Linked DNA regions of Mus musculus: region 2 is linked to region 1. A link is a contact called in public Hi-C data. All regions are on one chromosome and are shown on one strand. Each heading gives the region's core, a stretch centred on a gene start, on an enhancer-like site or on the middle of the called end of the contact. The rest is flanking DNA. Distances are from core to core; before and after follow the strand shown. Region 1 overlaps Rbfox3 (RNA binding protein, fox-1 homolog (C. elegans) 3). Region 2 overlaps Gm35710 (a long non-coding RNA gene).

Region 1 (4,438 bases), core at 560-3,059:
CACCTTCCCCACCCCCACCCTGTTCCTTTGAATGACTGCTGGGGTCACAGATGCTTCTCGTCCTGTCAGGACATTTGCAGGCCTCTGACAAAGCTTCTGTTGTGGAAACTTGGACTCTGAGGCCCATAGTCCCTCCTTGTGTCCTTGATACTGGACATCTATCCCAGACTGGACATCAGTTAGAGAGAGAGAGAGCGAGAGAGCGAGAGAGAGACAGTGACAGAGATAGACACAGAGACAGAGACAGAGACAGAGACAGAGACAGAGCGAGCCTTTTGGCAGAGGGTTCTGGGGGAAAAACTGGCCTGAACCTCTTTGCTCAGGGGCCTTGTTAACCCTGTGGGATTCCCAGGTCAGGAAGAGCAGTATTCACTGAGCCAGGCCTTCCAGATGTGTTCAACGATGACTGTGGTACTTCCTCTCTGTTAGGTGAGTCTCTGGACCCTCTGACAAGATTTCACTGATGACATCCTGGGACAAGTCCTCTGGGGGCTGTAGCCTATAGCCAGCTTCTCCTGAGAGCCAGGTCCACACTCCCTGCCTTGCAGAATGGGTGTGGTCAAGTGAATAGCTTATCCGGGGTAAAGTCTAGTGGTGTCATGCTGCTGCTTCAAAGCTGTTACTCAGAGAACACCTTGATTTCAGCTCCCCTGTGCAGACGGTAAAGCCACGGGAGGCACGGCAGTGGGGGCGTGCCTCCTGGCTCTGGGAAGGGAAGCCTTCTGTTTGTCCCAGGTCCACATTGACCACTGAGGTGGACAGGATGGCTGGGAGGCAGCCAGCAGGACTATCCCTCCTCCTCTGTCCCTCCCCCAAGGCTGAAATACGGATCCCTAGTGTTCCAGTCCATCTCACCAGCTAAAGTTATACTCGGTGACTCCACAAGACTGGCATGCATAATGGTTTTCTTGCATCTGACTCAGGACTGTGCTGCTGGGAGCCTGAATCTTCCAGTCTGAACTCCCTCAAATGGCAGGTGGAAAGGATGCCGTGAAGCTGGGGATGGCAGTGCTAATGTCCCTGGTACATCCTAATGGGGTTGCCTAGGGTCATCCATGCACAATGAAAGATATACGTGGGCCCAGGACAACTGTCTAACGTAGGAGATGAGGGTGTTGAATGTAAGAATCTAGCAGGAGCAGGCAGTATCCAGGGGCTATGGGTTCTCACTCATGTTCCTTCTGGTCTGTAGGGGAGGCAGTCACCTCTGTCAGTAGATAGCAGAGCCTCACCTCTGGCCAGGTTCCTCTGACTCCACCCACAGTGGTCCCAAGTGTATCAGAGTTCATGCAGGAGCTCTGCCATTTCCCGGATGGATCTTTTAGATTATCAGGCTGTGATGACATCAGCCATAACTACCCCTAGGCAGACATCCTTGGAGATGCCATGCCATCAGTAGAGGACTGGTCTAGAGACCTTTTAGGCCTCTGAGTTAGCAGCACAGGGTCAGGTTTTTGCCCCCTACTCCCCACTTCCATGTCACCCAGAGACAGCTTCCATAGGGAGAAGACTGAATTCCAGTGCCTCCTTCTCTTCAATGATGAAGAACCCTGCCCTGCATTCCATGAGATTGTGGTTTCTGACCCACCCCCCCACCTCTGTAACACACAGGGTGGAGCAGATGCGAAGGGGTCAGCTCAGCTTATTCCTTACTGGCCTCTGTGTGACCTTATTCCTATCTCCTTTTCTCTCCCCACTTGGGTCCAAGATCTTGGGGTGCTGAGCTGGGCTACTTGGAGGCTCATCCTTGGAGGGGAGTTAAACAGTATGAGGAACCTGAGGACAGGCTCGGAGGGAGGAGGTCACGTGCTCAGCTCTGTGCCCAGCAACACCCGCTTCCCAGCACCCCAAGCAGATGGCCACTTCACATCCTCCTGGGTGTTCCTCTGGCTCGTGATTTGGGGATCATGGGAGCCAAGTGACAATTCCAGAGTTTCTGCACCCTCGGTTCCTCCTCTGAAGGTGCTCCATCTGGCCAGGCAGGTAACCGGCCCTAGCCTCAGCCTGGCCACTGCTCATATCTCGGCCTCTGCTGCCCCCTTTCTTTATGCTCCTGTGCAGCCTCCCCCAGAAAAGCCCAGGCCTTTTCTCTTTCTGCCAGCAGCTCTTGGAGGATCTGTTTCTTTTTTTTCCTTTCCTAGTTTCTCTTCTCTTCCCCAGGTATCTTTGTTTCCTTGTTTAGTCTCCATGCTAAACTGGGAACTTTCAAGGTTGGAACTTACAGGTGTGATGTGCATGGGGGTGAGGATCAGGAAGTACCCTCCCTCCACCACATCCCAGTATGTGTGACCTAGACAATTCCTTCTCAGCCTTCCTGCCCCAAACTGGAAATGAAGCAATGACAGACCTTTGTGGCATAGACTGAATGAGGGTAGAGCATTGAGCTTGGTACCATACAGCGACCAACCACTTAACAGATGGCAGCAATACTCAGGAGTCCGCACTTGGCTGTAGTGGAATATTCCAGAAATGAATATTGCTAAGTTTTAAGTTTCACAGAGCTCTCATAGGGTGAATCTCCTGTTGTCCTGCTCCATCTACCCTAGGTGTCAGTCACCCCCTTCCATTACATTGTATGTACTATTCCTTGTTATATACTTAATAGCCATTGCTGTTTCCTTAGTAGCCATTGTTACTTAGTAGCCATTGCTGTTTCCTTTGTAGCCATTGTTACTTAGTAGTCATTGCTGTTTACTTAGTAGCCATTTCAGTCATCAGACTGTCACGGGATAGATGTGGCTGCTGGGTAGCACAAGAGAAGCTAGAGCACCAGCAATTTCATAATATATGTTTATAACTGTCCTATTTCACTATTAGTTATGACTATTAATCCCCCCTCCTTTCTGTTTTGTGTGTGTGCATGTGTGCACATGTGTGTGTGTGTATGTGCACATGAGCATCACACCCTCCCTCCTCCCCCCATGTCAACACTGGATGTCTTAATCGTCCTTAATCTCCTCTTACCCACGTGTTTTGAAATCAGCCCTCTCACTGCATGTGCAGTATGCTGTCTGTGGCCGTTTCAGATAGACTGGCTGGTTGGCAACCCCCTGGGACCTGACTCTCTGCCTCCCACTGTTGGATACACAGATGGATACCATTGCGTGTAGCTTTTTAGGTGGGGACTGAACTCAGTAAAGTGCATGGCAAGCCCTTTACCTGCTCAGCCATCCACCTAGATCAAATTTCTTAGCGTGTTTCATTTTTAAATCTTAGCATAGGTCTGTATGTACAAGATCAAACAGTATGTATAGGGTTTGTTACTCTCTGGGTTCAGAGAGTAACATGCCTGCATGCGTGCACACATGTATGCAGGTGTACATGTGTTTAAGGGCCAGAAGTCAACCTGCTTGTCAGCCTCAGCACCACTGTTCACCTTTGAGACCAGGTCGTTCGTTGGCCTTGAATTTGCCAGTTACTCATTGGTCAGAATTCTCATTGGTAGGAGAGCCTCAGGGATGTTTGTTTCTGCCTCCCTAGTGTTTCCCCTTGGGGCCTGGGTATCCAACCCAGGTTTTCATGCTTGTGAAGCAAGCCCTTTACCAACCAAGTCATCTCTCTGGTTCTGGCAAGCAGTTTTGACAAGTAGAGGAGAAGGGGTGTGGGAAAATGGGGAGGGAGAATCCTGGTGACAGTAGTGGGCAGCTGGAATGGAGCCCACTGGGGTCCCCAAGGAAAATGCAGAACACACACCCTGGACTTCTCCAGAGAGGCCTGGGGCCTTGCACCTGTTGCTTTGAGAGCCCAATGCTCAGGAATTTCTGGCCTTGTAGCCCTGGTAGGCAGAGAGACCCAGCCAGTGCTGGCAGCCATGATGGGGCTGGTGTGTACTGGGATGCTGTGGTGGAGGGTGAGGTGGCCTGGCTGGTGTCTTCTGTGGTCCCTCACTTCAAGTGTTGATGACAGCAATGATGATTGCTGAAGGGTTCTGGGACTTGATGCCAAGCCTCACTCTCCCCACAACCCCACTTGGGGGTTTCCCAGGAGCCTCTCTGCTACCCCTGGGTTTCCAGGAGTGGGCTCTGAGTCTTTCTTTACCTGCAGGGATGGTTGGCCCTCACAGGGCTATGTAGATACCTTCCTAAGAACAATTTCCTTATGAAAAATAGTCATGTTTATCCCCTGAGAGGAAAAAAAAATCTGATTTCTGATGCTTCCTCCCTACCCCATCTCATACCTGGAGGCATCTTGGTTTTTTTGTTATTTGTTATTGTTACTGTTATTGTTTCTTTATTTGTTGTTTTAAAACAGGGTCTCAGTTTTGTTCAGTCTGCCCTTGACTCAGTATGGAGTCAAACTTGGTTTTGGAATTCTGATTCCCCTGTCTCCACTCCTCAGGTTCTGGGATTATGTAGGCCTGCCCCACCGTGTGCAGTTTATGCTGAGATCTAACTTGGTGCTCTGTGCATGCCGGGCAAGCACTCTAACAAATGAGCTA
Region 2 (4,546 bases), core at 765-3,264, 130 kb before region 1:
CCCTTTCCAGATGTCCACCCTACCTTACCCCCATGGCTTCCTTTTGCTGCAACCCTTTCATAAGTCCCTCTTATTGTTGTGACCCCCAACCATAAATGTATTTTCATTGCTACCTCGTGGCTGTACTTTTGCTACTGTTACGAATAGAAATGTAAATATCTGTATTGGAGTCTCGACCTATAGCCTGAGAACTACTGTCATAGAAAGACACCTTTCCTTCCCACCTCATCTGCCATGCCCATCTGTGAGGAGACAGCATCTGATTTAAGCCTTTTGAGGAAATAGTTTGGGAAATGGGGATTATCCAGAGACTTTGGGGACATGGTGCACTGCCTTGGGGTGGTGTCATTTCCTGCCACTTGGAGGATGGGTGAGGGGAGGTGTGTGAAACATTGGGGGGCTTGAGGGACAGGTTCCTTTGATGCCATCATTCTTTTCCTCTTCCCTACCCATGATGATGACAGGATGGCTGTGAGGGAGGGGGGAGGAGGGAGGAGGGAGGGGGGAGGAAGGAGGAGGGAGGGGGGAGGAGGGAGGAGGGAGGAGGAGGAGGAGGGGGGAGGGGGGAGGAGGGAGGAGGGAGGAGGGAGGGGGGAGGAGGGAGGAGGGAGGGGGAGGGGGAGGGGGGAGGAGGGAGGAGGGAGACAGGTGAGGAGAGCGAGGAGGTGCAGGAAGAACCCTGCACTGCTGCTTCCCTCTTTGAGGTCCCCATCCCGGCCACCTTTCCCTTGGACACATTTGATGACATCCAGTGCGATGGATCTGGCACTCCTCTGGGGAGGAGGGCCCCAACTTTGAGATTATCTCTTGACTATGGGAGGGAGCACCCCACAAGCAGCTTCCGAACACCGCATTCCCCTCCCCAGCTCCAGCGGGGATCTAACCTGTTCTGCTCTGCTCAGGACCCTGCCCAGCTCCTGGGGCTTTCAGGGGAGTGTACTGTTCTTTGATCATGCCTGATGGTCCTGGGCCTCAGGAGAGGCCTGTGAGGGTCTGGGTTGGCCATAGCAACCAACGCACCTTGTAATGGTTAATCTTTGCCGTCAACTTGATAGGGATTTACAATCACCATGGAAACACAGACCTGGGTATGCTTAGGTAATTGTTTCCAGAGAGGTTTAATTGAGTGGGGAGGACCCATCCTGAACGTGGGTGGCGCCATCCCACAGGCTGGGCTCCCAGACATTGAGACCAGCCTGCACCACCCTCTGCTTCCTGGCCGATGCAATAGGACCAGCTGCCCCATGTTCCTACCGCCATGATGCACTGTCCCGTAGGCCAGAAGATTAAGTAAATCTCCTCCTTAAGTTGCTTTTATTAGCTACGTGGGAGAAGCGACATGAACCTCTCACCGAGGGCTGCGGCTGCAGGAAAGCACTTGCTACTAGTCCAGAGGCCCAGTTCTGTACTTGGGGTGTGGCAGGCTATGCTCCTGCTCACGCCTCAGGGAGGATCTGCCTGCCTGGTTCAGTGTCTGCAGCTGCTGGCCATCCTTGGTGCTGCTCTCTCTGCTTGAGGCTGGATCACCACAGTCTCTGCTCCACCCACCCTGGCCTTCTTGTCTGAGGTTGTTTTCTCTTATAAGGGCACTGTCGTCCTGGACCCACCCTACCCCAAAAGGCTCATCCTTCGAGATTACATCTGTAAAATCCCTGTTCCCAAATTAGGGCATGTTCTGAGCTGCAGAGGTTAGAACTTCCACAAGGCAAGCTGCGCCACCACAGAGGGCTCCCATGGTCATTGGGATGGTGACCGAGAGCCTTGGGCACTGCTATCCTTCCTCGTTGGATGAAGGTGGTGTGTCTGGGAGCTGGGAGCTCTGTTGTCATCTGTAGGGAGGGCCTGGCCATGACAGCCGGAGCCATGCAGGTCTTTCTGGAAGAGAAAAGGATCAGGTCCACTTTGAATGGGGCCTCTAGAAACCGCCTTCCACCCACAGATGCAGACGTGAATAACTTTGACGGCTGCAGGCTTGGCACAGGCCTTGTGTGCCGGCCCAGCCTCCAGCCTGGCTGGTCCCAGAGTGTTTTTTTCCCCCTTCCTCTTCATGGTGCCCTCCCAGATCCAGCGTGGAGTGAGCCTGGACTTCTGCATAGCCTGCGGCTCAGAGACTGGACAGAGAGGGGAGGCGGGAGGCCCAATCAACCTGATGAGGCTGTGGGGTGCCTGTGTCTGCCCTTGTCCCTGGAGGGGACCTACTTTGGGTCTGCAGCTTGGGAAGCAGATGGCTGCCATGTGGGCGTGCGCTGTCCCACCTGCCAGGGCTCTGCACAGGACAGAAAGCAGAGAAAGGGTGACTTGGGTTCTTGTCTCTCCTGAAGCTCAGTGTGGCTGGGACCCCTCTCAGGCCCTTGACAAGGTGACACTGGGTCACAGCATGCTTCTCCTGGTCCATTTGCAGAGAGCTGGTGCTGTGACTTCTGGGTCTCAATAGTCATGTGAGCGCACCTCTTACATTTTTCCTCTTTCTCTAACTAGAAGGTAAATAATGCAAGCAAGAGCTCAGGTCTGCGGGCATGTAGCGAGCTGTGAGGCCTCCTGACCATCTGTCCATTACGTCCTCTTGGGGTCTCAGAAGGCTGTGGGTTATCCACAGGCCAGGCTTCAGCTCCTGCAGCTTTTGTGACCCCTTTCTTCCCACCTCTCTCCCTTCCTCTCCTTTCTCTCTCCATCCCCTCCCCAACCCCAGCAACCCCCTATTCTGTGAGACAATGTCTCATGTAGCCTCTAGGCTGGCTTGGCCTTCAGCCTAAGCTGACCTCAAATTCACAGCAATCCTCCTGCCTCAGCCTCCGACATGCTGTGATTACAGAGGGGTCACCATTTCCGGCTGAGTCCTAGCTTTTGAGAGCTGACTGCATGTCTCTCGTCAGAACCAGCTTTACAGATACAGTTCTATGGTAGCCAAACACGGGGAGACCTTGCCACTGGCCTGAGGGATGCCCATGGTGAGGACCCAATGAGGCCACTAGGAGCCTACAGTGGCCCCTGACAGCAGCCAGCAAACAAGTGGAGACCTGATCCAGGTGTGGTGGCTCGTAACTGTTATCCCAGCACTCAAGAGGCTGAGGCAGGAGGACTGCCGTGAGTTTGAGGCAAGCCTGAGCTACATATTGAGTTCCAGGGTTACAGAATGAGACTCTAGCTCAACACCCTTGGCCTACACTGGTTACCCTTGAGATGTCCTTGTGTGTTTAAGCAGAAGTTTCCCCAGCTTCGAAGCTGCACGGCTGCTCATAGACTCTTTTGTTTGCTTTGAGCCAACTGAGACCAAAGTCAGATTCCACACAGGAACGAACATCATGGCTTCTTGGTACGTTCCAGATCTTTGTTTAGGGGATGGGGCTGGACTGATGTGGCCCCTCAGACAGTGTTCCGGGGTTCAGGGCAAGGCAGGAAGCTACTGGAGTTACTGGATACATCCTTGATCTGGAAAATTACAAGCAGCCATGGAGGGTCCTGCTATCCCAGGACATGGGTTCTCTGTGGCTGAATGACCAGCATTTGCAAAGACCTACCCTACTGCCCCTCTTATGTGCCTTGTGTCACAGTCTGGCCCAGAGGGACCAGACCAGGCAGGGAGTAGTTAAGCTGTTGGAAGCCCTTCTTTGTGACATTAACAGGATGACGAATGGGGCAGGAAGTTGCTTCCCTGGCTACAGTAGGTATGGATGAGTCAGTCTCAGTGAGTGCCCTCTGAATCCCCGAAGGTGGCTTTCTCCTGCTCGTTTGCAGCAGGTGAGCCTTCTCAACCATCACATGGCTTGTTGCTAGTCCTATAGAGCCAGGTGGAGCAGCTAAAGGGACAGGAGTTTGGTTTTGAGACCTAGGGCAGTGGGACGGGACTCTGTTTTATCCTTCACTCACAGACTCAGAGGGAACAAAGGTGCATTTTTGAGATATATGGAGTACAGTGAGAGCCTGCATAGACTCTCTCAGCCGTCACTGTAAGTCTCTCAGGTGATGCAGAGCCAATGAGCTTAAAATTCTGGTGGGGACACTGCCCTGGGCCTGGTGCCTGCATAAAATTACTGGGATCTCCCAGAGCAGGCAGAGACAGGAAAAGTGGAAAATGGCTAGGAGTGCCCAGGACCGGGGGACATCACATGTGCTTCTTAGGGTCCAGTGCATGTTGTCATGCGTGTGCTTAGGTGTGCATGGGTATCATGCATGTGCATGGGTGTGCATGGGTATCCGGTGCATGCATACCTTGCTTCTGTGCCTGGAGAAGGGCTGGCTGGCGGGCTGTGGGGGGAGCTGATGACAATTTATCACACCGTGTGAACACAGGCTCATGTGAAGAAACCGGTTACAGGACCCATCTTGGGAAGCTACTGAGCCCGGTCTAGGTGGCTCCATTATGTCCTGGATGCTGAATGGCCCCAAGGCCTAGTGAGGCCTCAACATAGTGCTTGGTCAGGTCGATGGTCAGGGTCAGGCCTGGAAAGCAGGCTCCACCTCACTCTATTGGTTCCTGCTTTCCTCTGGGGGGAACCACACACCCCTGACCCCCAAGAGGTCGCCTCTGGTCCTCAGAGATGCATTA

What was found. Hi-C and Micro-C count contacts between places; a contact is called where the count stands out from the background.
Region 2: a Hi-C map of cerebellum shows a contact between it and region 1, with 1.8 times the contacts expected there. The contact joins two enhancer-like sites. A contact is called at or near these places in 1 of 15 datasets of contacts at CTCF or cohesin (stem cell-derived epiblast-like cells), 12 of 484 Hi-C or Micro-C datasets (the N1E-115 cell line, brain, cardiomyocytes and 7 more) and 1 of 115 datasets of contacts at active chromatin or transcription factors (embryonic stem cells).

Annotation. Positions count from the first base shown.
Region 1 is chr11:118,829,437-118,833,874 of GRCm38.p6, reverse strand. The region is part of intron 1 of Rbfox3 (RNA binding protein, fox-1 homolog (C. elegans) 3); the gene reads left to right. Among named protein-coding and RNA genes, the nearest start is that of Gm11750, 46 kb to the right of the region's middle. Within about 2 kb of position 1,809, at least 7 of the 459 cell types and tissues checked have an H3K27ac peak or open chromatin away from gene starts, as enhancers often do. A contact at or near this core is called in cerebellum, where this site is marked.
Region 2 is chr11:118,961,814-118,966,359 of GRCm38.p6, reverse strand. All of the region lies in intron 4 of Gm35710 (a long non-coding RNA gene), which reads left to right. Among named protein-coding and RNA genes, the nearest start is that of Gm35710, 19 kb to the left of the region's middle. Within about 2 kb of position 2,014, at least 19 of the 459 cell types and tissues checked have an H3K27ac peak or open chromatin away from gene starts, as enhancers often do. A contact at or near this core is called in cerebellum, where this site is marked.